2 separate regions of the Anas platyrhynchos genome follow, and region 1 is linked to region 2. A link is a contact called in public Hi-C data. All regions are on one chromosome and are shown on one strand. Each heading gives the region's core, a stretch centred on a gene start, on an enhancer-like site or on the middle of the called end of the contact. The rest is flanking DNA. Distances are from core to core; before and after follow the strand shown. Region 1 holds the start of CCDC13 (coiled-coil domain containing 13). Region 2 holds the start of NKTR (natural killer cell triggering receptor).

The links. Hi-C and Micro-C count contacts between places; a contact is called where the count stands out from the background.
Region 1: a Hi-C map of liver shows a contact between it and region 2, with 3 times the contacts expected there. The contact joins the promoter of CCDC13 here to the promoter of NKTR in region 2. A contact is called at or near these places in 5 of 8 Hi-C or Micro-C datasets (F1 follicle, liver, skeletal muscle and 1 more).

Annotation. Positions count from the first base shown.
Region 1 is chr2:156,594,908-156,600,460 of IASCAAS_PekinDuck_T2T, reverse strand. It overlaps CCDC13 (coiled-coil domain containing 13), which reads left to right and starts at 2,889. Exons shown (of 16, transcript XM_038173584.2): 1 at 2,889-3,043; 2 at 3,778-4,001. The coding sequence starts at 3,784. HIGD1A (HIG1 hypoxia inducible domain family member 1A) reads left to right here. Exons shown (of 4, transcript XM_038173588.2): 3 at 607-741; 4 at 1,456-2,608. The coding sequence ends at 1,505.
Region 2 is chr2:156,461,977-156,467,356 of IASCAAS_PekinDuck_T2T, reverse strand. NKTR (natural killer cell triggering receptor) reads right to left here and starts at 2,758. Exons shown (of 17, transcript XM_038173719.2): 1 at 2,648-2,758; 2 at 2,412-2,486. The coding sequence starts at 2,469. LOC140001645 (a long non-coding RNA gene) reads left to right here and starts at 4,128. Exons shown (of 4, transcript XR_011807135.1): 1 at 4,128-5,380.

The sequences.
Region 1 (5,553 bases), core at 1,640-4,139, 130 kb before region 2:
GCTGTGTAAATAATCCTAAATGCGGAATAAAAGGCACTGGGGTTGGGATATTTTGTGAGAGCATCGGTGTCCGCGGTGGGATCTGGCACCGCCTGGGCTGCGTTTGGTCCGTCCAAGTGCTAAAACGAACGGTGTTTAAACCTCAGACCCGTGGGGTGGGACAAATGACTTGTAACTTGTCCCCGGGGAAAGCACGCCAAATGCGATGACCCAAAATAACATCTGCAGCGGGCGATGGTATGTCGGGATGCACCCGTGCACCAGCAGCACTGAGTGTCCTGCCCGAAGCCCGGCCGTGTTCTTGGTGTGAGGTTCCTTCTAAGAAAGCGAGCGGCGCTTGTGTCCTCTGAAAAAATAGCAAGGAAACTCCGTGACACCCTGAGGACGCACCGTGAGCTGCTGCTGTTGCGCTTTAACACCTATGGGAATCGTTCTGCCTGCTGTGTGTTAAAGGAGATGGCACTCAGGTGAAAACAAGGAAGAAAACGCAAAAATAGCGTTGGAGAAAACCAAGCTTAGTCCCAGGATTTCTGGTTTAGATAGATCAACACCACCGAGGTGTTGGAGGTGATTTTTAGTCGTATAAATGCCTTCCTTCCTTTGTAGGGATGGCTGGCTTCGTGGCGGTGGTGGGCTATGGGCTGTACAAACTGAAGCACCGAGGGAACATGAAAATGTCGCTTCACCTGATCCACATGCGTGTGGCAGCCCAGGGCTTCGTGGTGGGAGCAATAACGTGTGGTAGGTACCGAGCAGGAGGTTCTTGTGGTGGGCCCTCTGGGTCATGGAGACCCTCTCACACCTCTTCTGCTGGTGGGTAACATCAGCATGTGTTAAAAACCCTCGGGGTGGAAACATTCAGGCTGCTACATATCAATATTTATGCCTGGTTGCTCACTCTTCCTAGAGTTCACATAATATTTAAGTGCAGATATTCAATACTGAACCCCACTAACTTTGGGACTAGAAGTTTCCACTGCTTTCAGAGGTGGAAAGTGTGTGAGGTCCTAAAGGTATTGAAATGAGAGGCAATAAGAAAAAAGGCCACCTGCTGTTAATATTTTCCCTTGTAAATATGTTGCTGTTTCTGAACTTAGTGCACTGGAAAGTCAACTTCCTGGGTCTTATTTTAGTATTTTGGCTGTGTATGTGTGTGAATTTATAGCCCATGAAGCACTGTTTGCCCCTGCTGTATTCCCAGAAGGTCTGAGAGCAAAGCTTGACTTTGGCCGCAAAGGGAACTAGCGTTGGCTGGGGATCCTCATACCACTAAACTAGGAAAAGTTCCTGTGTATAAAAAATTCTGTGGTGTTTATCTTGGCTGTTTAAAAAGAAAATGAAACGGAGTAAGGGAAATATCACTTTGGTTGCTCATAACTTCAGTGTTCAGGTTTTGAAACCTTTGTTTCATATTTAACCCAGCTTTCTAATACTGTCTTTTTTTTTGTCATGCAGGTGTGCTGTATTCAATGGTACGGGAGTATGTGATAAAGCCCAATGAATAATGGAAGAACCCGAATGTCTGTGCTGGTGGTGGCCTGTGTACTGCAGCTAGAAACTTCATATTGAGGGGATCTTGAGGGGAAAAAAATACGTGGCTTGAGAGAATTGCCCTTTATTTTGTGTATGGTACGCTGTCCCGAGGCTGGCAGTCTAAATGATTGCATAGTGGGTAAAATGGGTATCAGGGTCTGATTCTTTTTGATTTACTCTACTCTATCGCAGTTTTAGGGGCTATAGTAGAGTACAATCACTTTATCTTCCCCTTGAGCATGAGCTCAGTCCTGCCGTTGGTGACTTCCCTTGCTGCCATTGCCCAAAGTGACAAAGTTTGACCTAGCTTCTGTTAGGTAGAGGCCACATCTGTAAGAGAGCATCGTGAATGCTGTGAATGTTCTGCTGGCACTTCCTATCCTGTATATTTGTCAGCCTCCAGCTGTGTAATTTAGAAGCTTCCAGCAGCACTGACTTCTGAAATACCAAGGTATCTATAGACATCTATTTTATTTTTTTATTTAAGGCATAAGATAAGTATGTGGTGTGTTTCAGCTATTTAAATGTTATATTTATTAATTGTTAATGAAGACACCGGCTCCCTATTTTTACTATAGGTTTTCAGATGCTTAGATTACTGTATTTTGTAACTGTATTTACAGTGTTCTTCTGGGTAACATTTAAATGTAACATTTAAAATGCACTTTGATTTGGTGTTCTAATGCTTTTAAAATGTATGATCTGACTTCTGTGGGAACGGTACTGCAGAAGTTTTAAAATGTTTGAATCCGAAAAGCCCCCCTCATACTTTGTGAGGTGTAAAACCTTTCCCCGCAGAGCGCCAGTGTTATTTTACGCAGGAACCCCTTAAAGCCCTTAACAGCAGTCACAAAAACTTGTTGATGAAGATAATTTGTTTAAAAAAAAAAAAAAAGGGCAAGATTTTCTCCAACTAGCTTACATTCCATGGTGGCAGTGTGACAATAGGAGGTCTAATAAAGCAAGATGTGCCCTGCACTGGTGTGATTTGTTGAGAGCAGCGTGTGATACGAATAAAATAGGATGTGAATAAGGTGTGATATGAATAAACGGGCGTGAGCAGTGGAGATGAGGAGCTGGTGGAGGTTTCACTGTGGATTTATTGCGGGGCTCCCCCTGGGTGCAAAGCCTCGGGGGGGTTGGGGACTGCGTGAGGGGGTACATAGAGATTTAAAAAAGCCACAGGGCTTTTTAATTTAAAAAAGGCACAGGGCTGCCATGGAGGACCTCAAACTTCCCTCAGAAGGGCGGAGGGAGAACGGGCGGGCGGAGCTGCCCTTATTTGCGGCCGCCCTACAGCCCTGAGGGACAGGGGGCAAGGGCGCTAAGATGGCGGCCGCGCTGAGGGGAGCGGCGCCGGGCTCAGGGCGCATGCGCGGCCCGGGCCCGCCCCGCCCGTTGCTATGGCAACCGGATGAGGCCGCGGCCTAGCCGGGAGCCCGAAGCCTGGGCCCGGGCCTTGCTTCAGGGGGCGCCGCCGCCAGCCTGGGGGGTGCGGGGGGCGGCGTAGGTGGGCACAGAGGGTGTGGGGGAGGCGGCCGGGAGAGGCGTGGGAGGGAGGGAGGCGAGGGATGAAATTTTGGGGCTGAGGGAGGCAGCGCGGCCTGGTGGCAGCCAGGCCGGGACCCCCCACTCTGAGGGGGGGCTGAGGTGCGGTGGGGCCCTCGGGACCTGCTCCGTGCCCGGCTGGGTCACGCTGGGTGGCACTCGCTGCTCGGAAGTTGAGGGGAAAGTTGTAAGCCACGCTGCTGGTGTTTAGGGGAACTAGAGATCTTTCATTGGTGGACCCAGCTTAGCCCCCAAAATTAGGGGATTTGGGTCTTTTTTTGAAACCTGGGGAGGAAAGCTGCGTGGGCCTGAGTTGCAACCAGCCTGCGTCCTTTTTAGTCATAAAAAACAAAAGTTGCATGGTGCAGTTGCCCCGTTTGCTTGGGTTTTCCTCCAACCTGCGCTTCTCTAAAAATGTTTATTTTAAACAGATACGTTAAAAAGCATTTTAAGGCATTGCTTTTTGAACGCTAGAGTGAAAAAGACCTGAAGGCTTTTCTGTTTGAAAGCCGCTTATGGCAAAAAGGACACTTAAAGCGAGGCCATGAGGCTGAGGAGGAAGAGGAGGAGGTGGCAGGGAGACTGCAAAGGTCGGGGTGGAAAAACTACAAAGCAGCTGTTAGAAGAGGATGTTTTGAATGTGCTGTTGATCTCTGCTCTCTGTTGCTCTTCGTTTTCTTCCTGCGACGCTTTTAGTAAACCATGGAGTCAGACCTAAAAGCACAGGAGCATTTTAAAAGCCAGTTTAAGGCTCTTCAGGAACAACAGCAAAGGAAGCTGCAGAATCTAATGGAGAGGAAAAAGGACAAGCAGAGCAGTCAGAAGGTTAACAATGGCGATGCAAAGGAGACTTTCGGCATCCCGAATGATCTAAACCTGTTTGAAACAGAGCAACCTGTAACTGAAGATGACAGCAAAAGGTAAAGGTGTAGCAGCACTGTTCCCTCAGGAGGTCACAGAACTATGTTTGGCGTATGATCTTATGAAACTCACAGTGACAGAGCGCTTTATCTTCATGTGTTAGGCTTTCAGCAGCCTCACTCACTAATCTATTTAGCCTCAGAGCACTGCTCTGTGCTCTTTGTTTTCAGAGTTTCACAAACGAAGAGCTGAAGGAAGGATGGAGGGGTTAAGGCGATGCGCTAAGTGCCATCTGCCCACCTCCAGTCGCTCCACAATCACCAGCGCCCTTTGAGCTACTGGTTAGCTCCTGCCTAACCTTGTAAAGAGGTTTCCTACACCAGTAATTTCCAAAAACCAGGATGTGCAAAGCGTCATGCAGCTAATGGGTTCAAGCCAAAGGCCTGCAGCCCAGAACAGTGTTCCCCATGTACCTGTGCCGCGTGACATGATTGAGTAAGTCAAAAGACAACCACAGGAGATGAAATATAGAAGAGTCTTATAGGTAGGGTTGCCTCACAGGTAAGATACATGACATGGATGCACAAGTCAGGGTTGTAAATCTTCCTGGTGGCAAGGGTTTGGGCCTTATCTCACCCACGGGTGAGTATCTGGATTGTCTGGACACTGGGCATTCTGCTGTGGCTCTTCCTGAATCTTGCTTTTGGAGCCGAGTGCAGAAATCAATTTACTGGACCAGATTTGGAGCCACAGCTCAGATCATTCATCCTCCTCCTAGGATGTAGTCAGTGTCTCCTTCTGACCTAATTAATTTGTTTTCACAGACTGGGACAGGTCTGGAACTGGGCACATCCCAGAGGTGTCTGCAGTTAGCACAGTGTTGGCTACTCTGGGATTTGCTCCCTGGTAGTGGCGAAGGCAGCCTGAGCAATTCCTGCTTCTGCTCTCTACTTGCGACTGTGCTGACCCAGCTGTTTTCAGGGCTCTGCTGGAAATTGCATTCCCTTTCTGGGCAAGGGTAGTTTTATCTCAAGTCATTTCAGTGATCCAGGTTACAGCTTTAACCCCACAAGCTGTTTTATTGGCGTCACGACAGGGTGACGTGCTGTGGTACATGCAGGTAGCTGTATACCTTTGAGACAGTTTTCCCTCCCAGAATCCATACGGGGAAGGGCACCTCTGCCAAGGTTTATCAGGCCATAAGCCAGGTTTATTGGGCCCTAAATGCTGATCTTCCTTCTGTGTTACTCTGGGCAGCTCCCTGCTCAGCTTGTTTCTAACAATTGCTTCCTCGAATGTCTGAGTACAGAAGCTGCAGCAGGGCTCCTGTGATGATGCGGGGAGGTTGTGAGTGAGCCACTGAAACTTTCAGGTGCTTCTGGGAACGTGGTTGTGCAAAACAGGGAGCTGAGCTTCCAGAAATAACCTGGTGCTCTCCTTGCACCATCCGTTCCCTTCTTCACACACGAGTCCCTCTCTGTGGCTGGCTGATTGAGCAGTGTAAGCTTCTGGTCTGACCTCTGCCAGCTGTCATCATCCCTTCAACATTTTCTCTGATAACATGTACAGATTAGTGAGGAGATTTGAATCATTTATCTTTTTAAATGCAGA
Region 2 (5,380 bases), core at 1,509-4,008:
TTGCAGACAGGACTACGATGACTTTTGCAGTGGAGCTTATTTAATGTAAATTCAGACTGGAAACTAGAAGGAGAGAAATAACGAAGGAACAAAGTCCCGACAAAGGGACTGATGGGATGAAAAGAAACTAAAGTGAAAGGAAAAATGAACAAGAGGTCAGGCAATAATAGAAGGCACGAGAAAAAAGTGATGAGAATAAGGAAAAGTCTATCGCGAATGGCAATGAAACAAAGCAAACCTGAGTGTAACGTGTTGTCTGATAACAAAGCCATCCAGCAGCACGAATGGGGAAGAAAAAAATTGGCAGGGCCACACGAGCTGCTACAGCAGCAGGCTACATATGTGACACCCTAGCCAGGCACCAGGCTCGGGTATCGTGGTTAGAACTGCAGATCCACACAGGTTTTGCACCACAGAGCAAAGCCAATATTATTTAGAGAGGCATCTGCTGCCATCCCCAGATTCTTGGCTTGCTGCAAGGAGTTTACTTGGGCACGCTCCGGGTGTCTGAGCTGGGAGGGACCCAAAACGAGGGACAAGTGCTGCCTGTGCAACTATCACAACACATCCTTATTCCTGCTTTCATCTCCTTTTGCTTTTGAGAAAGATATCACAATGTGCATTCATTAAATAAATTGCCTCTTCATTTTTAAGTCATCTAAATCTCGAGTTATACTGAATACACCGAAACCAAGCCTACAAAGTTTGCCCCGAGCAAGAAGCCCACACCAGCAGGCACACAAGTTTCATCTCGAGATTCTGCAGCTGAAGTTAGCAAACAGACACGGAGGCACAACAGCTGGAACACGGCTTCTGAAAGCACGACCAAAGCCACACCATTCACCTCCCCGTTTTGTAAGAGATCCAGTTAAACAGCAGAACTAATTCACACTCTGCACTCCTCTTCCCTCTCACATACGTGCACACACCGCCTTTTGCAGCTCCTCCTAACCTGATCTGTGCACTGAGCTCCTATTTTTAATTGCTGTGGGTATCTGCACAGCCACGGGGTAAATATAATCGGGGAAGGCAAAGCTGAGAGTTGGGGGAACACTGCTGGTCTCTGAGCAATCAACACTTAAAAATGACACAGTTTCCTTGTCCTGCAGGCGAGATGTCTCCTGTAGAGAGACGCACGTCCTGGTTCTGTGTTTTCTGGGAAGATGTTACTTCGATTTCTTAGAGTATACAGGGCAGGGGTCAATGCTTCACTTCCTGGCTAACAAGAAAATGCAGCGCTGTTCTTTCCTCCAGGTCTTTCTCCCTACACTCAATAAAAATAAACGAGCAGCTCGGCCGATCGTATTAAGGCCAGACAAGCAAAATGTTAATTTGGCAAACTGCTGGCAGTTTGGAAGTTAAAATTAGTACCACGCTAGGACCGGCGGGACACTCCATCTCGCAGAGTTAACGCTTGGTGTCATCTGGAAGCACTGCTCTATCATTCACACTTCATTCGGCTTCTGAAGGTCACCTCACAGCCAAAGGGTGATGTTTAAGTTTCTTAAATGCAACTTCACATCCCGAGATAGAGTTGCGTAGGAAATTAATAAAGAGACGCTCGCATACAGTAGCACAAGCACCTTACACACGAGTCCTGCACCAGTGTTTTATTCGTTGACATGCTTCCCTGCAAAAATACGAGCGATTAATCGGGTGCAATAAAACCAGCAGGGCTCTGCATTTGATGTTCAGCCTGCTTTAAAGGGAAAATAAATACTGGCAGCAACAGAGCCGAGCCCCGTGCCTACACTAGGTAACTTAAGCTCTGCACCACCAGGAACGTAACAGCGTGATTCCTCGCCGGCACCAGCCACCAAATCCTAGCAGATACAAGGGAAAACGGGGCAACCTGCTGCCTTCAGGGTTCAGGAGGCTGAGGAGGGACAAGAAGGTAGCAAAGAGGGAGAATCAAGAAGGAGTGGGGCTGTGAGCACACAGACAGCAAGGAGAGGCTCCCCAGCTGAGGAGCCCCATGGAAAATCCCAGCCAGAGACGGAAATTCGCAAACTCTCCCGCAGCCGGAGTTTTTAAATCTCCATTTTCTAAGTCCTTGGGGGGGAGGAAAGACAGAGGCGGAAAATGAAAGCAAAAGCAGAAGGAGGCTACGAGAGGCTGCCCGGAGAGAGCAGCAGGGCTCAGACCCCCACAGGCAGGGCCAGCAGCCAGCTAGCCACACCGGCCACGCTTTCTGTGTGGAAAAGAGGAGTTGTGAGCCGTTTCTTTTTGTTGTTTTAAAGCTACCGGCCCCTTATCCCCACCCTGGTGCAGGAGGGGAGCAGCCCCTTGTTAATTAGAGGTAATTAGCACGTTCCCAACAGCCTCCAGACCCCCTCCCACAGCCCCACACGCCCAAATCCCTGCCCCCTCAGCCCCCTAAATCCCCCCCTGCTCCCCATAAACCCCCGTACCTGGGTCCCGGTTGATCTCGATGTCGAAGAAGCACTGGGGCCGGTCCTGCACCCCCATGGCTGCCCCCTCACCACCTGCCCACACGGAGAGAAAAAAAGCCGGGGGTTGAGCCGAGCCGAGACGAAACCAGCCGGGCCCGGCCCCAGCGAGCAGCACCCTCTCCCCTTAACACCTTGAGGAAAGCGGGAGGAGAAAAAAACGAGATAAAATAGGGCGGCCCCCCCCCTTTTTTTACCTGGCGGCCCCTGCGCTTTGTCCCCGCTCCGCGCCCCCTCAGCCCTCCCCCCCCCGGCCCGGGCGCCATCAACCGGCCGCGCGCAGGCCCCGCCCCCCCCTCAGCCCCTGCCCCCCCCCTCCCCCTTTTGGCCCGGCCCCGCCCCTTGGCCCGGCTCAGCTCGGCACGGCCCCGCCTCAACCCGCGCCGTGCGCATGCGCGCTCCGCCCCCTCCTGCTCCTTTCCACAACCCCCCCCCCTCCGCCTCAGCGGTTTCGCGCCGCTCCCTGAGGGGATGGAGACCCCCGCGGGGCACGGCCATGTTGCGTGCCCCGGGCTGAGGGGGGATTTTTTTTTAATTATTATTTTTTATTATTTTTTTTTAATTTTTAAGGGGTGTTTTGTTGGGTTTAAGCCCCGCGCTGTGGTTCTGCCGTTTGGTGTTGGTCTCATATAGAGAAATACCCTTAGGGCTGGAAAATCGCTCCAAGATCATCAGGTCCCACATCCCCTACCACCAATGTCACCACTAAGCCGTGTCCCCAAGCACCACGTCCAACCTCTCCTTGAACACCCCCAGGGACGGGGGCGCCACCACCTCCCTGGGCAACCCGTCCCAATGCCTGACTGCTCTTTCTGAGCAGAAATGTCTCCTCATTTCCAACCTGAACCTCCCCTGGCACAATTTGAGGCCATTCCCTCTTATCCTACCTTTAGTTATCTGTGACATGGATATATATGTTAAATTTGTGATCTTAGACCATCCGAGGACCTGGAAACAAAGCTCTTTACTAATTGCTGAACTGTCAAGTTGTTCAGGTTAGAGGTGCCAGCCTCCTTGCTAACTCCATAAATCCCGTGCTCACTTTGAGCCCACGACATCCTTCAGGCATCCCTCACAGCAAGGATGCCCAGCAGCTTACAACAGCTGTTCATGTGTCCCCTCATATCCATCTCATTTGTGTAATTACTTTTGTTCGCATCCTTACAGAGTCATCTTTTTGTGGGAGATGGTGAAAGGCAGCAGAGCATGTATCCTGCACCACCTATGGCACCTACATCTCGTAAAGACTCCATCTAAACCACAGTCCCACCAGTTTGTGCAAGAGATGTCTCATATCACTTCCTGAAAGAAGACTTTTTGGAAGTAATGGGTTTAGTCTGGGGAATAGTTAGTCTGGAGAAGAGGAGGCTCAGGGGAGACCTTGTTGCTCTCTACAAGTACCGAAAAGGAAGGTGTGGGGAGGTGGGGGTTGGCCTCTTCTCAGAGAGAACTAAAGACAGGACAAGAGGGAACGACCTCAAGTTGTGCCAGGGGAGGTTCAGGTGGGAAATGAGGAGACATTTCTGCTCAGAAAGAGCAGTCAGGCATTGGGACGGGTTGCCCAGGGAGGTGGTGGTGTCCCCGTCCCTGGGGGTGTTCAAGGAGAGGTTGGACGTGGTGCTTGGGGACATGGTTTAGTGGTGGCATTGGTGGTAGGGGATGGTTGGACCAGATGATCTTGGAGGGCTTTTCCAACCGTAATGGTTCTGGAATAATATGACTTGTACCTTTCGGAGGAGTAGGGACACCCTTACTAAGCCCTCAGCACCCGAGAAGCAATGTGTTTCTCAGTGTTTTTCAAAAGTTGCACAAACCAGAACTCACTGCAGTGCTTTTCCTTGGCAGCAGTATCTGCACTTACGTCCTTGTCCACAGAGAAATTCAGAGGTCTTAGATAAGAAAAATGAAATGTGCTGAGAATAAACAGTGGCAGCACTGAGATCAAGGGATGGTTTCGACAATAGGAATGTAACAAAGTGCAATTATTTTAGGTGTACTTGATCTATGGCTTTTATGGCTGCTGTCACCACAGCATCTGAGCATCCAATGAAGTTTTAACAGCCGGATTCTGGCATTTCTTACTGTCCCCAATACCTGGTTGTGTGAGCTCTCCCTAAAGAAGCTGGTCTTTGGAGCTGTTAGGGATACCTGCATTGTAGGCTATCACACAACATAAACAAAATGCAGCATTGCCTGGCCCTAAACTATTTATGAAATGCCGTTATAGTATAGAAGGTTATTATTTGCCTCACTTTAAAACTAGAAACTGAGAAACAGAGCTACAGAGAAATTAATACTAGGTATTCAAGTAGAAATATCAGGTAGAAATTAAGTAGGTCTATAGGATTCCCTTTCCAAAATGAACTATTGAAAATAAATCTTCTTGATTTCCCTGGTCTTCCCAAACAAAAATACTGTATGTTTGCATTTTGATGGTTTTGATTTTTTTTTTCTCCTGAGCTAAAATAAACTGTTAATTAATTTCTCCTTACCTGCAGTTTCTTGCTTTTCTGTGTTTGGAATGTGAATTGCTTGCTAAAGGCAAATGGACAAAGAAATAAGCAAAAGACTCATAAAAGGCATGGAAATGTGCTACTTGCTTTTCATGCAAGTAGCAAAGATTGTGAGCAATTAAAACGAAAAAGTTAATTTCAAGCTGTGATTATTTTAATAAAGACACAAATTAGAAAGAAGTTTCTGGTCCCTTGGGAGAAGCTCTTAAGATCATCTTTAGGACTAAACCTGATGAATATGCAGCCTGGTGGAAGAAAGACATTAAAAAAAAAAAAAAAAGTTTCTAAAGCATATTTGAAGCCAGTCTTTTGAAACGTGAAACATTTAGTAACGAATGGAGATCACTCCTGGTGTTCCTATCTGGGAACCGCTGCAGATGCGGTTCTGGAAATGTCCTGTGCCCATTGAAAGCAGCG